Regions from separate parts of the Mus musculus genome. Here region 2 is linked to region 1. The links are chromatin contacts, called in public HiChIP or PLAC-seq maps. All regions are on one chromosome and are shown on one strand. The core of a region is the stretch at or near the end of the contact, and the rest is flanking DNA. Distances in the headings are between cores, read along the strand shown.

What was found. HiChIP or PLAC-seq counts read pairs in DNA pulled down with a chosen protein or histone mark.
Region 2: an H3K27ac HiChIP or PLAC-seq map of embryonic stem cells shows a contact between it and region 1, with 6 read pairs. The contact joins the promoter of Cr2 here to the promoter of Cd46 in region 1. A contact is called at or near these places in 6 of 39 promoter capture datasets (cranial neural crest, embryonic stem cells, liver and 2 more), 2 of 115 datasets of contacts at active chromatin or transcription factors (both in embryonic stem cells) and 3 of 9 other capture datasets (adipose tissue, liver and pancreatic islet).

What each region holds. Positions count from the first base shown.
Region 1 is chr1:195,089,249-195,093,504 of GRCm38.p6, reverse strand. Cd46 (CD46 antigen, complement regulatory protein) reads left to right here and starts at 1,257. Exons shown (of 11, transcript NM_010778.4): 1 at 1,257-1,406. The coding sequence starts at 1,280.
Region 2 is chr1:195,174,296-195,178,393 of GRCm38.p6, reverse strand. It overlaps Cr2 (complement receptor 2), which reads left to right and starts at 1,675. Exons shown (of 26, transcript NM_001368765.1): 1 at 1,675-1,841. The coding sequence starts at 1,784.

The DNA of each region.
Region 1 (4,256 bases), core at 8-2,507:
CCTACTCCAACAAAGCCATATCTCCTAATAGTCCCACTCCCTATGGACCAAATATCAAACACATAAGTCTATAGGGGCCATTCCTATTCAAACCACTGCACCCACCCTCTGAAAACAATGTAAACATAATTCCCGAGACACACAAAAAGCCCTAACCCTGATTTCTCTACCACTTAAATGCCCTTTCATCCCACTGTCTTACCACCCTTCAAAAAGCATACAGGAGATTGAGTCCTATTTTGGTCCACACCCCCGCACTCCCCCTTGCTTCTCTTTGACAGTTTAACAAGATATTTCCCATGAACTGGAAAAAACACCAAATTTGAATCCTCTCCTTCATCCAAAGGTTTGACATTTGTCAGGATCCTGGGATGTTCACAGTCAACACTGTCACTGAAAGCATTCCTAACCAGGGCTAAAACATAATAGCTCAACTTCAGGGGTGTGCTTGCAATGCTTGCCACAGAGAAGTGTTCTGTGCAATAATTTACAGCAACCATGTGGAGGGTGGGGGTGTGACTTTAGAAGCTGAGAATCCAATGGGAAAACCTTTGAGAGTTGAGGATTGTGAGATGAGGCTGTAAGAGAATTCAAATGAGGAAAATATAAGTACTTGTCCTAATCAGCTGTGACTAATGCCAAATACAAGTCTGAGGCAGCCTCCTGATAGTGCTTTAGGTCTATTTTATAGGTTCCCGCACTTTTATTCTTCAAGTTCAAGTTCAGAGCAATGATCACAGGGCCAACAAGTCTTTCCAGCCTTCTGGAATAAAGCGGTCTCTTTGTATATGTAAGCCAAGGTACGCCCCAGCTGGTAAGCACACCTTAGAACAGCTATAGAGCCGCTGAAGAGGGAATACTGAGCTGCATCTTTAAGAAAACAGCCCTGAGAGGAGCACAACCCTGACATGCAACTGAGGACAAGGCTTGTGCCATCCAAGCTGAGGAGTGCAGCAAAGCTGCAGAGGACTTGGGAGTAACGCAGCTAGGTAAGGAAGGAGCACAGCAAAGTGGGACAATGGAAAATAGTTGAGAAGCCCAAAATTCCTGGCGGGAGCGCAACCTCATGGCCCAGCCGCTTGAACTGAGGCCCCACCTTACTGCCAGCCGATTGGCCTAGCTAGCGCTACCAGTCACCAGCCTGCCAGGAGCGGCCTGGCCACGCCCACCTGTTGTGTCGCTCAGCACACTTTAGTTTCAGGATTGTTGCGTCTGTTCACCTATCTTAAAACTTGCTCTCTGGCTTCCTGGCGCCCAGTTTCCCTTTCAGTCTGGTAACATGACGGCGGCGCCTCTTATGCCAGACTCAACGCACCCCTGTCGCAGAAGGAAGAGCTACACTTTCTTCTGGTGCTCCTTGGGCGTCTATGCTGAGGCCCTTCTGTTTCTGCTGTCTCATTTATCTGGTACGATCCAGGAGAGAGGCTGTGTCGCAGGGAAGCTGGGAGGAGTTCAGGAGTTCCTGGTAGAGCCCTCTTAGGGTTGTGTAAATGTGTGAGTTTTGCTGTGACTATGGAGATCATTCAGTCCTCACCCCGAAAGTGCAGATTTCCTTAGTAGGCAGTAGTTAAGGGGTGGGCAGCCTGAGTGGAGGGAGGGGTAGATGTTCACTTAGAGCCCCACTGTGTCAGTAGCAGATTGCACGGCTTATGCTGTGGGCAAGCAACTCTGGGTTTAGAAGGGAGGGAAAGTCACACTTGGCCTCCCCCTTTAAGTCAAATTTCCTTGTTGCCCGAGGCAGTATGTATGGGCTTGGTTTATAAGTGGCTATTTTGCTGGGCATGGTGGCGCATGCCTTTAATTTAGGCAGAGGCAGGTGAATTTCTGAGTTCGAGGTCAGCCTGGTCTACAAAGTGAGTTCTAGGACAGCCAGGGCTATACAAAGAAACCCTGTCTCGAAAAAAAAAAAAAAGTGGCTATTTTGTTTGGCTTTTCAATTTCATTAGATTCCCCCCCCCCCCACACACACACATATACAGTGTGTTTAATCATATTCCTTACACTCCTACTCCCTGCTTGGAATTAGTGTCCATTCCTAGCCAAAGCAGACAGTGTCTGATTCTATTACCAAATGGCTCTGAGATCTTATCTTCCTTTACAGATAAAGTCATAGTAGAAAAAGGACAATCTAGACATCACTCCTGAGACAAGAAGTATAAGTAGCACTCTGGTTTTCACCTTAGCTCATGAACTAAAACTCAAGCTTTATCCCACCACATTTGGATGGTGTTTCATTACATGGAATAAATACTATACATGGTTAGTTACTTTATAAAATTTACACAAAGAACAATACTTCTGTTTTCTTCTGTTTTGCAACACTCTGTGTTTGTGACATATATACATAATCTTGTTCATATAGTCTGTATTTCTATATTTTTTCTTATCAGTATCCATCCAGCAACTTTTGCCTTCTATGTTCCAGACTCTGTGCTGGTCCGGAGGATGGAGATGTTGGGAGACAGTGACAAGCCTGTCTTGGTTTTGTGAGCCTCTTCCACTGATTGTTCACACACATATATGTATAGGAATGTAAGCAGGCACTTTATTGTGCTGATAGATCCCTAGTGGCAATACATAGTATATGATCTATAAATATTTGCTAATAATAACCAAAGCTTAACATGAAGGAATAGAACCATGCTCTGGAGTAAAGGAACATGCTTCTCTGACTGGATTTTAAAATGACTGAGGGACAGGACAAACAACAATCCCAACTCTGACACTTTAAACCACTGGTTTTTTTTTGTTTGTTTGTTTTGTTTTTTTTTTTTTACTGTTTTTCTTATATATAGAACCTTCTCCTGATATTACATATTTGACTATTTTCTCTTCAAACTTAGTTGGAATGTCACCCCCCCCCCCCAGGGAGACCTCTTCTGACTACCCTTAGTAGACATAACCCAACTTAACCCATCTCTCAACTTGCATCACACCTATAAAACTGGCTTTTCTGTTCTCTACCTCTCTGAATAGGAAGGCAAGAGATCTTTTCTTTTTTTCACACTAGTGACTCCAAATGGTTTTTTTTTTGTTTGTTTGTTTGTTTTGTCTTAGTGTTGTTGCTCTTACAAAACTCAAGTACCAGAATGTTAAATATATTTGGCCAATGCATGAAGCACAGAAAAGATTCTTCCTGCTTGCAGGAGGAACATTCTTTCAAGAACTTTGCTTTTTCATTAATCGCTATAAAATTCACTTCACAAGGAATAGAAGAGGCAGGTACTAGCATAATAGGAAACCAATGGATTTTGAAAAAGAATAATGTTTGGGATGAGCTAAAAGAAGATTCTGCAGTAGCTGGGCGTGGTAGCACACGCCTTTAATCCCAGTACTCAGGAGGCAGAGGCAGGTGAATTTCTGAGTTTGAGGCCAGCCTGGTCTACAAAATGAGTTCCAGGACTGCCAGGGCTAAACAGAGAAACCCTGTCTCGAAAACAACAACAACAACAACAACAACAACAACAACAACAAAAACAAACAAACAAAAAAAAGAAAGAAAGAAAAAAAGAAGATTCTGCAGTTATTTGAAATTTTTTGTTTGTTTGTTTGTTTTGGTTTTTTGAGACAGGGTTTCTCTGTGTAGCTCTGGCTGTCCTGGAACTCACTTTGTAGACCAGGCTGGCCTCGAACTCAGAAATCCTCCTGCCTCTGCCTCCCTAGTGCTGGGATTAAATCTATTAATCAAATAATCAGATAAAATGGATAGGATATAACATAAATGAAGGGAAACAAGGTAAAATCTAGAAAGCAAAATATAGATCGAAGCCTGGAAAACATAAAAGGAAAAATCGTTGTCCCAGGTAGGGAAAATTAAAGGAGAATAAGTTCTCATTTTTGGAACAACTCAATTTGTGAGGAAAGCAGTTTATAAGTGGATAATGCTCATCAGGAAGAGAATCTGTCACATTTTGAGGCTGAAGTCCGTCCCTCAGAAGAGTGGCTGCTTCTTTGAACAAAGCTGCAGTCCCCTGTTATGTCTGCTGCTCTCTTAGGCCTTTAGGTCTTGCTGAGATCAGTAAGTGCTTACACTTTAGTATCTCAGTCTTTACTCTGTGTGCTACAATGCAGGGAATAGTCTTTACGTGGTCAATTGGTGAGTTATAAAATACAAGTAAACAGTCAGAAAGGAAAGAAAAAGAAAAAAAGAAATAAATGTCTCTCCTTTCTCGAATGTATAAACTTTTAAAGTGACTATTTTCATTATAAAAAATCATGACAATATAATCCCTGCAAGTGTCTTTGTTGTACTCGTA
Region 2 (4,098 bases), core at 426-2,925, 84 kb before region 1:
AGACATTCTGGCTTAGATCTTTTTTGATCTAGAAGAAGTTAGCTGCCATGAGGTGAGAATTTTCAGTTCCTGCTACCCAGCAGCCCAGTGACCACATGGTGAAGAAATGAGGAATCCAGTCAACAGCAACTGAGCGTCTTCTGTGTGACTTTTCCTGTCCCAATCAACTGGATGACTGTAGCGCAAGCTCTCATTTGGACCATAATATCAGGGGAGATGAAAAACTGCCAGTCTAGCTAAATTGACTCCAAATCATGATAGTACAAACTGGAAGGTACTATTTAGTCTCGCTTAATCCACTACTAATCATAGGGTAATTTGTTACTGTACTGTATAGTAGACAAATGATTTAAGAGCCATTTTTAGAAAATACTCTAACTATGTGTAGTTCAAAGATATAAAAAACTAACAACAAAAGAAACAACAAAATTCCAAGAGGTTGACAGGGCTCTGTTTGTAAAGCTATTTGTCAAGCAAGCATAAGGGCTTGAATTCAGATTTCTAGAATCTAGGTAAAAAGCTGCAGCCAATTTACCTGTAATCCTAGTGCAAGAGAGCCTGACACAGGCAGATGGAACTTACTGACCATCCAGTTTAGATAACCTGCAAGTTTAAGGGTCAGAGAAAGGCTTTGCCTCGAATAAGGGGGTGGAAAGCTGGCAAGAAAGACATTGATATTAGCTTCTAGTCTCCACACATCTTCATGTACACGTGCAAACCACATAAAACACACACACACACACACACACACACACACACACACACACACACACACATGCACACACACACACCTCCTACTCCCAAAGATCTTTTTCAAATTAAAGAAAGAGACATGGAAACTAAATATATAACACTGAAGTGTGGATAGTTTTGTTATTCTTATCATGCCGTAACAAAGATTATTGAGATATTCATCAAAACTTGAAGACAGTAAAAAATTATGAAAAACTACCTTACCAATATTAGTGTCTTGTAATTGATCATTTTACTATAGTTATATTGTCCTTATTTTTAGGAAATACACATTAAAATACTTAAAGAAGAGATAAATGTCTGTAATTTATTTAAAAAGTCAGAAATAACAATTACATAACACAATTGTATAGTCAAAATATATACTTTTATATATCTTTATAATTATATAGAGATAACATTTCTAAAATATTAACATTTAGAAAACCCCTTTACAGTTATACAGAAATTTGAAATTTCACTGTTTACACTAGAGTAAAAAGATTGTAATGCCAGGCAGTGTTATTTCTGAATTTCCACTTTAAGTAAAATAAGCTGTTTTCTCAAACTGAGAGTTGATTACATTAATGGGGTTTGAAACTGAATTAACTGGAACAAAACCCCAAACAGGTTTAAAGAATACAATACTGTAAATTAGCATATCATACGATCAGTAGGCATGAGTATTATTTTGTGAAATTCTTGTTTCAGATGTAGGGGGGTGGGAACGAGAAAGTTAATGTACTTGGCTGCTCAATCAACAAAATATAGGAAAGCCAGGCGTCGCAGAACCCAGCCTGAACCAAAAGCAGACTTCCCGGGGACCGCCCCTCTCTGCCTCTTCCGCCCCTAGTCACCTGCAGTTGTGCTTCACAAATCTTCAGTACCCAGCGCCACCGCGCGGAGCCGATGCTATTTAAGGGTCTGCTCCCCACTGCTTACAGCCAGCCGCAGGCAGCCAGCCCCGCAGGCAGCCAGCCCCGTCCTCTTCCTCTCCTTGCTACAGGCTCACAACTCACAGAGCGCAACCTGCCATTGGACTGCTGCACACATGGGATCCTTGGGTTCGCTCTGGGTTTTCTTCACTCTCATCACTCCAGGAGTTCTTGGTGAGCTGGGCACGGGAGCTCAAATACGGGAATTCCACCAGGGCTGGGAAACTTTCTGTGCCTACACAAAGGCTAGAGGACAAACCAGGGATGTGGGGCCAATGCTGGATACTTGGCTGTCCCTGACACCTTTGGAGATCCCTCTGTCTCCTGATGCAGAACGTCCCCACCTCTTCTGGGAGATGGATTATCACCATAGAAGGCTGAGACACTTATGGTCGCTTTGGAATGTGACTGCTGCATTGTTTTTGTTTTTGTTGTTGTTGTTGTTGTTGTTGTTGTTGTTGTTGTTTTTTGTGTGTGGGGGGGGTCTGCTCTCTTCTCCCTGGATTCCAGTCTCCAGGGAATTCATCAAGAGCTCACACAGTAGTGTCCCAATCTGTGCTCAAGAATTACAGACCTGCATGTGCCTCTTAGGCATGGAGCCACTGCTTCGGTTTTTAAAAAGAGTAACACCTGATTCTCCAATGTGGGTCTCAGATTTTTTATCTTTGATAGTATGTTTAAAAACTATCTTCAGTTAGTTTTTAAAGTTGAACATGAATTAAAACTATGACTTCTGTAGTGGTGTGTGCTTCTGTAGGTTCTCCTTCAGTGTTCTCTGTAAGTGGTGTGTGTGTGTATGTGTGTGTGTGTGTGTGTGTGTGTGTGTGTGTGTGTGCATGTGTGTGTGTTGTTGTTGTTGTTTCACAGATTGGCTTGCTTTTAAAGTAGTACCATTTATTCTGGTAGTGAAGGGATCAGGTATAAGACATTTACTGCAAAAACCTCAATGCTGAGTGGATTTTGGCAAGTCTCAGTATAACTTGTTCTCATAGTGAATAAATTCATAGGTTACTTACAGTAAACCTCAATGGCTGCGTGAATTTGGCAAGTTGGTTAGAGCCCTGACCCTCAGTTTTTCATATATAAAGTCAGAAATGAGCTGTGCTAACATCCCATGAAGGTGAAAGAAATCAGGAGCTGTCAGAGAAATTAAGTCAATTGGCACTTGACTGTTGACACTAAGGTAGCCGTTAGCAGCTAAGGATGGATCTGGTTGTTATAGGGTCTGAATATTATGTATTAGTTCTGCTACAATTTCTACTGGAAAATCAATTCTAGGGATGGCTGGACCTTATTTCATGTTCACTGATGAATATTTTATGCTCAGTACAATACTTTGGTTAACATACATGACTCTCATTTTTAAAAAAAATCATCCATATCCATCAGATAGCCAGGAAACCCAGTATTAAGGCATTTGATGATAATTCTCAATAATGATTTCCCTACTTCCTGTCTTCTGACCAACTTTTCAGATTTGTTTTTATTCTACATATAAATCCTCCATCTACTTCTAAATGATTTCTAAATCATCCGTGTAAAGCCTTTTACATCTAAATAGTTAATCTCTCCCTGTCCTCCAGAAGAATTTTCAGTGTTAGTCACTACTCCGATCTTCACTCCAGATCCTAGAAAGATGTAAAGAGAGAAAAGAGACTCATGAAAATTCCTATCATGTAATAGCTTGTAGGCTAGCCTTTCTTTTTCTTTGAAAAATCATTAAATGTGTTTATTTGTTTATCATTTGTGGGAAGTGTGTTCATTCAATGGCATGTGCTTGGAGGTCAGAAGACAACTCATAGGAGTTCGTTCTCTGCTTTTTCCACGTGGGTTCCAGGGATTAAACTGGATTGGTCATCAGGTTTGACAGCAGTGCCTTTTTACCTGCTCTCTTTCACTTTCTGATTGGAGGAGAAACCAATCTCTGGAAATTCTGTACTGTGGCCTGGAAGGTGGGCAGTTTCAATACAGTGTGAGATCTCCTTACTAGAGATGAGACTTCTATTAACCCTCATGCACAAAGTCTGATTCTTGCTTCATTTTGGCATGGAAAGTCACATTGTAAAGTTTCCTCTTCTATAGTTTCCAGATCTTGTATCTCTCTTGGTCTTTATTGTTGAGTTTTATGAATTTAAATGTTTTTCCATATTGTAGAAGATAATTTTTTGTCCTTATTTACAATTGATAATCACAGATTATTATTTGATTAGAATAACTGGTAGAAGTCTCATCATGTTTTGAAGATATCTATCTTCACTGTTTTTCAGCCTTCATTTTTCATAGAGACTTTCTTGATGTTTTTCACAGAGTATGTAGTTGGGGAAATTGGTGGGAATTAATGGAAGAAACTAAAGAATTACAAAAGAGGAAACTACAGTAAGATCTGGCTCCTAACAGTGGTGACTCTTTTTCAATTCCCCAGTAGAAGCAT